Linked DNA regions of Mus musculus: regions 1 and 3 are each linked to region 2. Evidence: chromatin contacts called from public Hi-C data. All regions are on one chromosome and are shown on one strand. Each heading gives the region's core, a stretch centred on a gene start, on an enhancer-like site or on the middle of the called end of the contact. The rest is flanking DNA. Distances are from core to core; before and after follow the strand shown. Region 1 has its middle 41 kb from the start of Runx1. Region 2 has its middle 23 kb from the start of Gm30224. Region 3 has its middle 85 kb from the start of Gm41499.

What was found. Hi-C and Micro-C count contacts between places; a contact is called where the count stands out from the background.
Region 1: a Hi-C map of bone marrow-derived macrophages shows a contact between it and region 2, with 3 times the contacts expected there. The contact joins two enhancer-like sites. A contact is called at or near these places in 2 of 484 Hi-C or Micro-C datasets (bone marrow-derived macrophages and liver) and 1 of 9 other capture datasets (embryonic stem cells).
Region 3: a contact with region 2 is called in a Hi-C map of bone marrow-derived macrophages, with 18 read pairs. The contact joins two enhancer-like sites. A contact is called at or near these places in 2 of 484 Hi-C or Micro-C datasets (CD4 T cells and bone marrow-derived macrophages) and 2 of 115 datasets of contacts at active chromatin or transcription factors (bone marrow-derived macrophages and embryonic stem cells).

The regions. Positions count from the first base shown.
Region 1 is chr16:92,865,980-92,868,936 of GRCm38.p6, reverse strand. No RefSeq gene overlaps it. Among named protein-coding and RNA genes, the nearest start is that of Runx1, 41 kb to the right of the region's middle. Within about 2 kb of position 1,391, at least 86 of the 459 cell types and tissues checked have an H3K27ac peak or open chromatin away from gene starts, as enhancers often do. A contact at or near this core is called in bone marrow-derived macrophages, where this site is marked.
Region 2 is chr16:92,571,437-92,574,500 of GRCm38.p6, reverse strand. No RefSeq gene overlaps it. Among named protein-coding and RNA genes, the nearest start is that of Gm30224, 23 kb to the left of the region's middle. Within about 2 kb of position 1,435, at least 45 of the 459 cell types and tissues checked have an H3K27ac peak or open chromatin away from gene starts, as enhancers often do. A contact at or near this core is called in bone marrow-derived macrophages, where this site is marked.
Region 3 is chr16:93,040,562-93,043,590 of GRCm38.p6, reverse strand. No RefSeq gene overlaps it. Among named protein-coding and RNA genes, the nearest start is that of Gm41499, 85 kb to the right of the region's middle. Within about 2 kb of position 1,515, at least 32 of the 459 cell types and tissues checked have an H3K27ac peak or open chromatin away from gene starts, as enhancers often do. A contact at or near this core is called in bone marrow-derived macrophages, where this site is marked.

The sequences.
Region 1 (2,957 bases), core at 142-2,641, 290 kb before region 2:
GATCCGGGAGGATTTGAAGAAGGGGAAACATAATCAAAATATAATTGTATGAAAAATAACACATTAAAAAATACAGTAAGAAGCAACAGAGTGGTGGTAGGCACAGCCACTACGAGAACATGGCAGAGAGGAAGAAAGGAAAGGGGCTGACGAGAGGAAGCCTGCTCAGAAAAAAGGAACATGATAGAGACAGGCTTCCTGGAAGCCTAGAGTGGGGAATTATAAATAGACAAGGCAAGATGATAAAAAACATGACCAGTGTGCAAGGAAGCTTGAAGTGGTCCCTTCCAGGAGGTAAATGTGAGAATGAAGACAAAGTTCTGGTAAGTCTGCAATGTGCAAGGATGAAGGTGCTCCTGTGACCACGCATGCCTGGACTGGAGGAGGCCACAGTCAAGGGCAAAGAAGGTTATCAAAGCTAGACCAACTCTCTCAGAGCAGAATACCTAGACTGGCTTCCTGGTTGCATAGCCCATAGCTGTTTCTTCATGCCCTGGTTTTAGCTGTCGACTTAACATAGACTAGAGTCACCTGAGAAGGGGGTCTTAACTGATAGATCAGCAAGATTAAATTAGCCTATCAGACAGAATTGGCCTATGGGAATATCTGGAAGGCATGTGTGGTCTTGATTGTCAGTTGACGTATGAGGGCCCAGTCCACAGCGGACAGGTGGTCTTGGGGTGTATAAGAGAGCTGTCTAAGAAGGCTAGAGAGGTGGTGATATGGCTCAGTGGTTAAGGGCACTTGCTGCTCTTGCAGAAGACCTGAGTTCAGTTCCCAGCACCAATATGGTGGTTCACAACCATCTGTAATTCTAGTTCTGGGGACTCTGATGCCCTCTTCTGGCCTCCCTGGGGTGCGAGGCAGACGAGTTATTCAGACTCAGGTCAGGCACAAACACTTACACACGTAAAATGAAAATTAGATCAGAAAGAAGAGAAAAAGAAAGCAGAGCATGAGCCATGAGTTCCTCCAGGCTTCCTGTCGTAGCCTCTGAGGCTGGGGAGAGCTCCCCAGTCAGGCTAGTTAATCCACATAGACTCAGCTGACACCCTTCAGTGACAGACAGTGCCCTGAAAGAGTAAATAAACCCTTAACTTCCTGAAGTGCCCTTAGTCAGGGGGTCTCATCAGAGCAACAGCAATCGAACTAGAACACCTCCCAATCTTGTGTTCCAGACATTGAACAGAGTTCTCTTTGTTCTCAAAGTAGGTCAGTCCTGTTCTCAACACAAATGTCTGAACCAGCTGTGGGGGTCCTACTTGTCCTCACTGATCGTCTTTGAGAGACAGGAACATAATTAGGTCTCCACACTGAGAGGAAGAGGGAAGCAGAACGGGATTCGCTTTCTAAATCAAAAGACAACAACATCTGCATCAGCTCCTTCCTTCCTGTTTGTGGTGCTGAGAGGAGAACGCCTTGTGGGGGTTACGTCAGCCATCTTGTGATCATGAGGTGATAAATATGAAGTTTTGTTTTCCTGTCCAACTGGTCAAAGACCACAGAGAGGAAGAATAGAAAAGGCTTGGGTCCCTGATGACAGAAGCCATCTGCTGCACCAGAGGTGAAACCATCCACCCCCGCTCTTGAAGGATGACAAAGAGGATGACATAGTTCCCACACTGCTTGAGCCATGATGCTTTCTGCTTGTTGGCATCGGTTCACCAATCCACGTGGCAGCACCAGTGCAAAGACCCTTAGGTCCCACAGCAGAACCTGACCATGACCTTTACAGCTGTGTCTACAGCCCTCACCCTTGAGGCTCAACAGTGAATCAGAAAGAATATAGGAGTTAGCAATGGTGAAAAGAAGGGAAACCTACTCTGGGCTCAGGGGAGAATTTTTTTCTCCCGTGTGGACTACCAAGGGCATGGCCAGTAGCAGAGGCAGGCAGGATGATCAATTATCTCTGGGATGTGGAAGAAATATGTGTGATTGTGAGTGCCAGAACATAGAGGATTTGATATCTAGGGAGGAAGGTCTGACTTGTCAAAGGATATTTCAAATTTGTAGAGAATACACCTGAAGTATTTTAAAATTCAACACAGATCATCCCAACTCCCTCATCTTGGGAGGAGCACAGGTGGTTTGCAGGTACATCATCCTTGTAGGATCTGAACAGGGGGCTCGGAGAGAAGCTGAGATCTGTACATCCATTGTGACCACTGACAATTGGCCTCAGAGAACGCCAAGGGGATGGAGTCTCTGGTCTCTCTTGGTGCCACTGAGTTTGGATAATGAGCTGGTCTCTTCCTCCTCCTCTTCCTTCTCCCCCATCTTCCTCCACTTCCCATGTTCTTCCTCCTCCTCCATCTCTTCTTCTTATCTTTCCCATGCTCCCCATGCTCTCCCTCCTCCTCCTCATGCTCCTCCATTTCCCATACTCTCTCTCCTCCTCCTCCTCTTCCTCCTCCTCCCCATGCTCCTCCATTTCCCATACTCTCACCCCTCCTCCTCTTTCTCCTCCTCCCCATGCTCCTCCATTTCCCATACTCTCACCCCTCCTCCTCTTTCTCCTCCTCCCCATGCTCCCCCACTTCCCATACTCTCTTTCTCCCTCCTCCTCCCCATGCTCCTCCATTTCCTATGCTCTCCCTCCTCCTCCTCTCCCTCCTCCCCCTATGCTCCTCCACTTCACATGCTCCTCCACTTCCCATGCTGTCTTTCTTCCTCCTCCTCCCCATGCTCCTCCACTTCCCCATGCTCCTCCAGTTCCCATACTCTCTCTCCTCCTCCTCCTCTTCCTCCTCCTCCCCATGCTCCTCCATTTCCCATACTCTCTCTCCTCCTCCTCCTCTTCCTCCTCCTCCCCATGCTCCTCCATTTCCCATACTCTCGCCCCTCCTCCTCTTTCTCCTCCTCCCCATGCTCCTCCACTTCCCGTGCTCTCTTTCTCCCTCCTCCCCCTATGCTCCTCCACTTCACATGCTCCTCCACTTCCTATGCTCTCCATCCTC
Region 2 (3,064 bases), core at 186-2,685:
ACCTGGAGCAGCAGGATTGCAGATGCATGCTACCACACCTGGAGCAGCAGGATTGCAGATGCATGCTACCACACCTGGAGCAGCAGGATTGCAGATGCATGCTACCACACCTGGGGCAGCAGGATTGCAGATGCATGCTACCACACCTGGGTTCTTGGGATTCCAACTCAAGCCCTTATGTGTACATCGTAAGTACTTTATCCACTGAGACATCTCTCCAGCCCATGATGCTGTTTCTTTACTGCGAGTTTCTGTGGACTGACATGTTGATGTGGATACTCCCAAAAGAATGTAGACGTGATTTGAGGGTTAGTTTAAGGGAGGTGTCTAGCAGGGAGGAAACAATGAGAACATCTGAGGGACCACTGAAGGCAAGGACCCTGGGATGCAGAGGGTGACAGGAGACAGACAATGGGGGGCTGCCAGTCCACTACAAGGAAGAAAGGCAGCCACATGAGGCTTAAAGAATCAGAGAACAGAACACCCCACAGGTAGCATCCTGGGCCCAGGGCAGGAATGTGGTGGCCCCTTTCTTGGTGACAGACAAGTACCAACTCCTTCTGAAGGGATGGGACAGGAGTGTGTACAAGCATGACAAGCTACCTATAGGGTCAAGGAATTTATAATCACACACTTACTTGAACTAAAATTCTGACATTTGGGGGTGGGGGATGTGATGACTAGAAGATGCATTTTCTGCAAACCTCCTTAAGATAGCTCTCCCAACATTCATGTATATGTACGTGTGTCAGCAAACATGGTTGTTTTTTTTTTTTTTCATTTTTCCCCAACTATCACTATTCTGTGACTATGGCCTTATTTGGATAGGTGTGAGTAATTTAAGGATCATAGGATGAGATCACACTGTATTTATGGTGGATCCTAAGACCAGTGACTAATGTCCTAAAAAGAGGAGGAGATCTGACCCACCAGAGAGATGACAGGAAGACAGAAGCAGAGACAGAGCGATATGTCTCCGAGCCACAGGACCCCAGCAGATTCCAGTTGTCACTGAGGGCCAGGAAAGCTGTTTAGTGTAGATTTAGCCTTTGAAAGAGACCGGACCACGTGACCATCAGATGACAGCTGATTCCAGACATCTGGCCTCTGACCTCCAGAACTATGGGGAGATGACTTCCTGTTGCTTTAAGTTACCCAATTTGTGGTAGTTTGTTGCAGCAGCTGTAGCAAACTTACCCAGTGAGAATAGTAAAGTAGTTCAAAGGAAGGCTGAGGATGGGGAGTCAGGATCAAGCCAGTGGCCTGCCTGGGTATACCCACTTCTCCCAGTGAGAAAGAAAGGAAAGAGCAGAGGAGAAATGAGGGAGAAGGAGAAGGGAGGAGGGAAGCTGGGAGAAAGAGGGAAGTAGGGACAGGAAGGGAAAGGAGACATGCCAAACATCACAACACTGGAGAATTGACCTTGGCCAGAGCTATGTGACTTCAATGGTTTGCGTGGCTGACTCCTCATTCTCTTAGCAGCAAATGGCTAGCTAGGACTGAGTCCAGACCCAGCCTGCCTGGGTTTGAACCCTAAGGCTTTGGAACATCTGGTCTACCTGTGATTCAGTGTCATCATCTGCAAAACTGAAATGCCAATGACTCCTCCTGCCCTGGGTGGATTTGAGGATCATAAGGTCTCCTTGTATGCATTACAAATGATGTGTGTGAAATGAACAGAGCCATGGTGGCAACAGAAATCTTATTGTCCCTGCAGGGGCTCAAGAAACATCATGAAAGAGTGTATAGAAAGAATGTAGAAGCTGGATGACGGAGTGGAGGCCTATGCAGTGGTGTGGGGAGGCCTGTGCAGTGGTGTGGGGAGGCCTGTGCAGTGGTGTGGGGAGTGCTATGCAGTGCTGTGGGGAGTGCTATGCAGTGCTGTGGGGAGTGCTATGCAGTGCTGTGGGGAGTGCTATGCAGTGCTGTGGGGAGTGCTATGCAGTGCTGTGGGGAGTGCTATGCAGTGCTGTGGGGAGTGCTATGCAGTGCTGTTGGGAGGCCTGTGCAGTGCTATCTTCTGGTGTGTCATGGCTGCAGCACTCGTGAGCTTGCAGCAGCTGCAGTGCCTGCATAGGTTCTGCATAAGACTGAACCATTAGACACTCAGTCACAGGAGGGGAGGGGCCTCTGGGGCTCAGCCCAGCCAGGCCCTGGGGTAGCTGGTAGAACAGAAACCCTTGTTTTCAATACTGTCTTCAGAGTGAGTCCCTCACACCCCAAGAGACAACATGACACCTGTGCCCATGCCCATGCAGGTAGCCCCTTATTAAACCAAGTGGGTCACAACTTAAAATAAGAACAGGACCAAAGTAAGGGTAAGAGGCTGGTGCAGAGCAGAGCCGGGTGGTGGTGGTGCATGCCTTTAATCCCAGCACTTGGGAGTGATTGTAGACCAGCACCTTGTCTACAAAGTGAGTTCCAGGACAGCCAGGGCTACACAGAGAAACCCTGTCTCGAAAAACCAAAAAAAAAAAAAAAAAAAAAAAAAAAGGCTGGTGCAAGGAGAGGTGTGTGTGTGTGTGTGTGTGTGTGTGTGTGTATTTGGAGAAAGAGAGAGAGAGAGTATAAGTGACCTGAATGTATCATATGCATATACAAACCTGTCAGATAAAGTAGGTTATTGTTAAGTGGGCTACAAGGAAGATGGTGGGTGATGAAACGATTAACCACAGCCTCAGTCCCAATGTGAGTGTAGCCCAGCAGATACAGAACTAACCTGGTGAAGCCTTCCAGACCCACGCCATGGATGGGATACAGTACCAGCACAGCCTGCCTGGTGACAAAGCTGGTGGGGTGGGGTGTCTTAGAGTTTCATTGCTGTGGAGAGACACCATGACCAAGACAACTCTTATAAAGGCAAACATTTAACTGGGCCTGTCTTACAGTTCCAGAGGTTCAGTCCATTATCATCGTGGCAGAAAGCACGGCAGTGGTGCTGGAGGAGCTGAGAGTTCTTAATCTGCAAGAAGCAGAAAGGGTGTGTCCTCCGCAGACGGCCAGGAGGAACCTGTTCCACACTGGGTGGAGCTTGAGCACTAGGAGACCTCGAAGCCCACCCCAC
Region 3 (3,029 bases), core at 266-2,765, 470 kb before region 2:
TCTTCCTAGACTCCGTCACCCCACCCAAGCCTGTCACTGATGAAAACCACATGGGATCAGCTGCTCAGATAGAAACATTGGGGTCGCACCTTGACCTGCACTGCTGCTGAGCTGGCCTTATTTGTTAAACCGATCCGGAGCTGTAAATATAATATCACGAGACTCCAGGTTGGGAGAAAGTGAAAGACAATAGAAGCCAAATCCTAAAGAAAGCTGCTTGTCTGGGGTTGATGGAGGAGCTTGGGGCCAGTGTCTGGCAAGCTGACAGTCAGTGCCTAAAAAGAAAACAAAGAAAAGAAAACAAATTTTAAAAACACGGCCTCAGCCGTTTTACCACACAATAATTGCACACAAGGAAACTTACTCCTGGCACCTGGCCGGGAAGGTAATTACTCGGCTTCTCTTCTCCAGGGAGCATAATAGCTGCATTGTTTGACTGGTGAGGGGTTCAGGAGGAGCTACAGAAGAGGAACAAGGCTGGGGGAGAGCCTGGGAAGGGAAGGTGTGGCCTTTGATGTGTTTCCAGCCCCAGGTTCAGGGACCTGGGCTGTGAGAAATAGGCATGTCGGAGATCTTTGTCTCCTCACCTGCGAAGGAAGACAGTTGTATGGTTGCCAGCCCTTGCCTTTATCTGCACAGAACCCATTAAATCAACAGCTCAGCTGTCATCAGCTGGGGTTCCAAATCAAAGCACACACTTGGGGTTGACGCGCCTCACTGCAAAGTGCAGGATCAGATCTCCGAGAGCTAAAATAATCCCGAGAGATCCAGGGGCGTGTGGTGGCTTCTCAGTGAGGCTTATCAGACGGTTTCCAAACATGGTCTTCTGGCGCAAGTGAAACCATGCTGAGTGATCTTTGATGTGGGGGATGTCAACAAACTCAAAGGGGGATGTGCTCAAAGGGATGGGTTGCTACAAGCTATAGTGTTCCTCACAGTCTCTTGGGAAGGGGGCACAGGGGGCGGGGCTTATCCTGCCAGGGCCAGCGGGTGTTGACGGAGTCCTAAAGGTGAACCTGGATGGTTAAGAGTCCACCTTGTCTGGGGCAGAGTCATGTGCCTATAACTGTCTAACTATGGTAGGAGTGGCACACAGCATAGACTAAGTAAATGATATGGGAAAGAACTAAGAAAGAGGTTTCTTTGTTTTTCTTGGATTGGGATAGGGGATGATCAGACAAGTTGAAGCCATCATAAATGAACACTGGGGAAGAGGGTGGAGTTTAAGATCTGCCAGAGCAGTAAATGCCGTCGGAGAAAGGCATGGACAACTTTGCTGTCTCTGACTTAAGTGGTCATTCAACTTTGCTCTTTGTATCTTAACAGCAACATACTACATTTTGAGTGTAAAATTTGGGCGACTTCCACATGTTTAAAAAACAAACAAACTTATGACCATTTTATCTGTGGTGCTCAGTCATGGAAGTCAACTGTTAAAGTGAATGTAAGGGTCTAAGCTCACTCTCATTGTGGGCTTCCCCTTTCTGACCAAGCACTGCATCAGATGCTGGAAGTCCTGTAGAGTGGCAGCTATGTATGACGAAACTCTGTTAAGGATGCGGCAGATATCTAGCAGGCCAACTGCTCAAACTTGGTCCTTTCCAGGCAGAGGACACTGAAGGTAGAAGCTTCCAATGGTGAGGCCTCTTGAGTTCCCTCAGGTCCAGTGTGTTTGTGCCTTGTTTTGTCCCATAGGCCAGATGCCCCACCATATTCTAAATTCATCATCTCAGTGAATAAGATCTGCTTCTTAGATGGTTCACATGCACACTGATCAAACGCAAACCTGCCCAGGCCACAGAAGCCCTTATGGCTTTTGTCTTAATTGTTTGATGCTCCTGTACAATTAAGTTCAATAGACACCAGTCCCTGATTGAAAGAGACCTGTAATCAGGCCATTATAATGTAGCTCCACAGTTGATTCTGAAATCTGAATGCAAGCTTTTATCTTCATCCCCTGTGCATTCACACACCCCTCAGGTTTCCTTCTTTGAACTGGCTGCCCCAGCAGGTGGCAGAGTGCAAAGCTCAGATGCTGGGGTCTTTGTGACTCCCCACACAAAGCAACACAATGGGTGAGGTCTACTAGACATGATGCCACAATGCATATGAAGCTGGAATGGTTCCATTGAAAACTCCTTTTACAGTTAACCCTTTTCCTGAGGAAGAGTCCCAGGTAGCCCAGGCTGGCCTTGAATTTGCTATGTCATAGAGAAAAACACAGAACTCCTGCCCTCCTGCCTCTACTTGCCAGATGCTGAGATTATAGGTGTGCAATTGGGAAAATGCTAGATTTGTAAAACAAACAAACTAAAAAGCAATAATAATGATAATAGTAGTAGTAGTAGTAAAATTAAATAAAAAATTTAAAAGCAGGTCTAGTTCAGATGGTCTCATGTCATTCACATGGGTTCTTATAATTAAGAAGCCAATGTGGACTCATTATCCTCAACTAACTTGTGTGTGTGTATGTGTGTGAGTGTGTGTGTGTATCTGTGTCTGTGTGTACGTGCTCATGCATATGGAGTCTATGTTAGATGTCTTTCAAAATCACTCTCCACTTTATTTTTTAAGGTAGCATCTCTCTCCAAACCAGAATCTCACTGATTCAATTAGAGTTCTGGCCAGTAAGCTCCAGGGATCTACCTGTGTCCCCTACACCAATGTTGGGTTTCTAGGCACACCTTCACACCCAGAGTTTACACATGTATTGAGGATCTGAATTGAGGTCCTCACACTTGCATGTATAGGGACCTCCCCTGCAGGCATCTCCTCAGCCCTGACTTTGATTTGTTTCCACTAAATCCTCTTGCTGCTGCAGGACTCAAATTGGATGTTACAGCACATAATTAGCAATACCCACACTTCACACTGCTAAGTGTGATCACCCTCACTTCACACTGCTAGATGATCACCCTCACTTTCACACTGCTAGGTGTGATCACCCTCAGTTTACACTGCTAGGTGTGATCACCCTCACTTCACACTGCTAGGTGTGATCACCCTCAGTTTACACTGCTAGGTGTGAT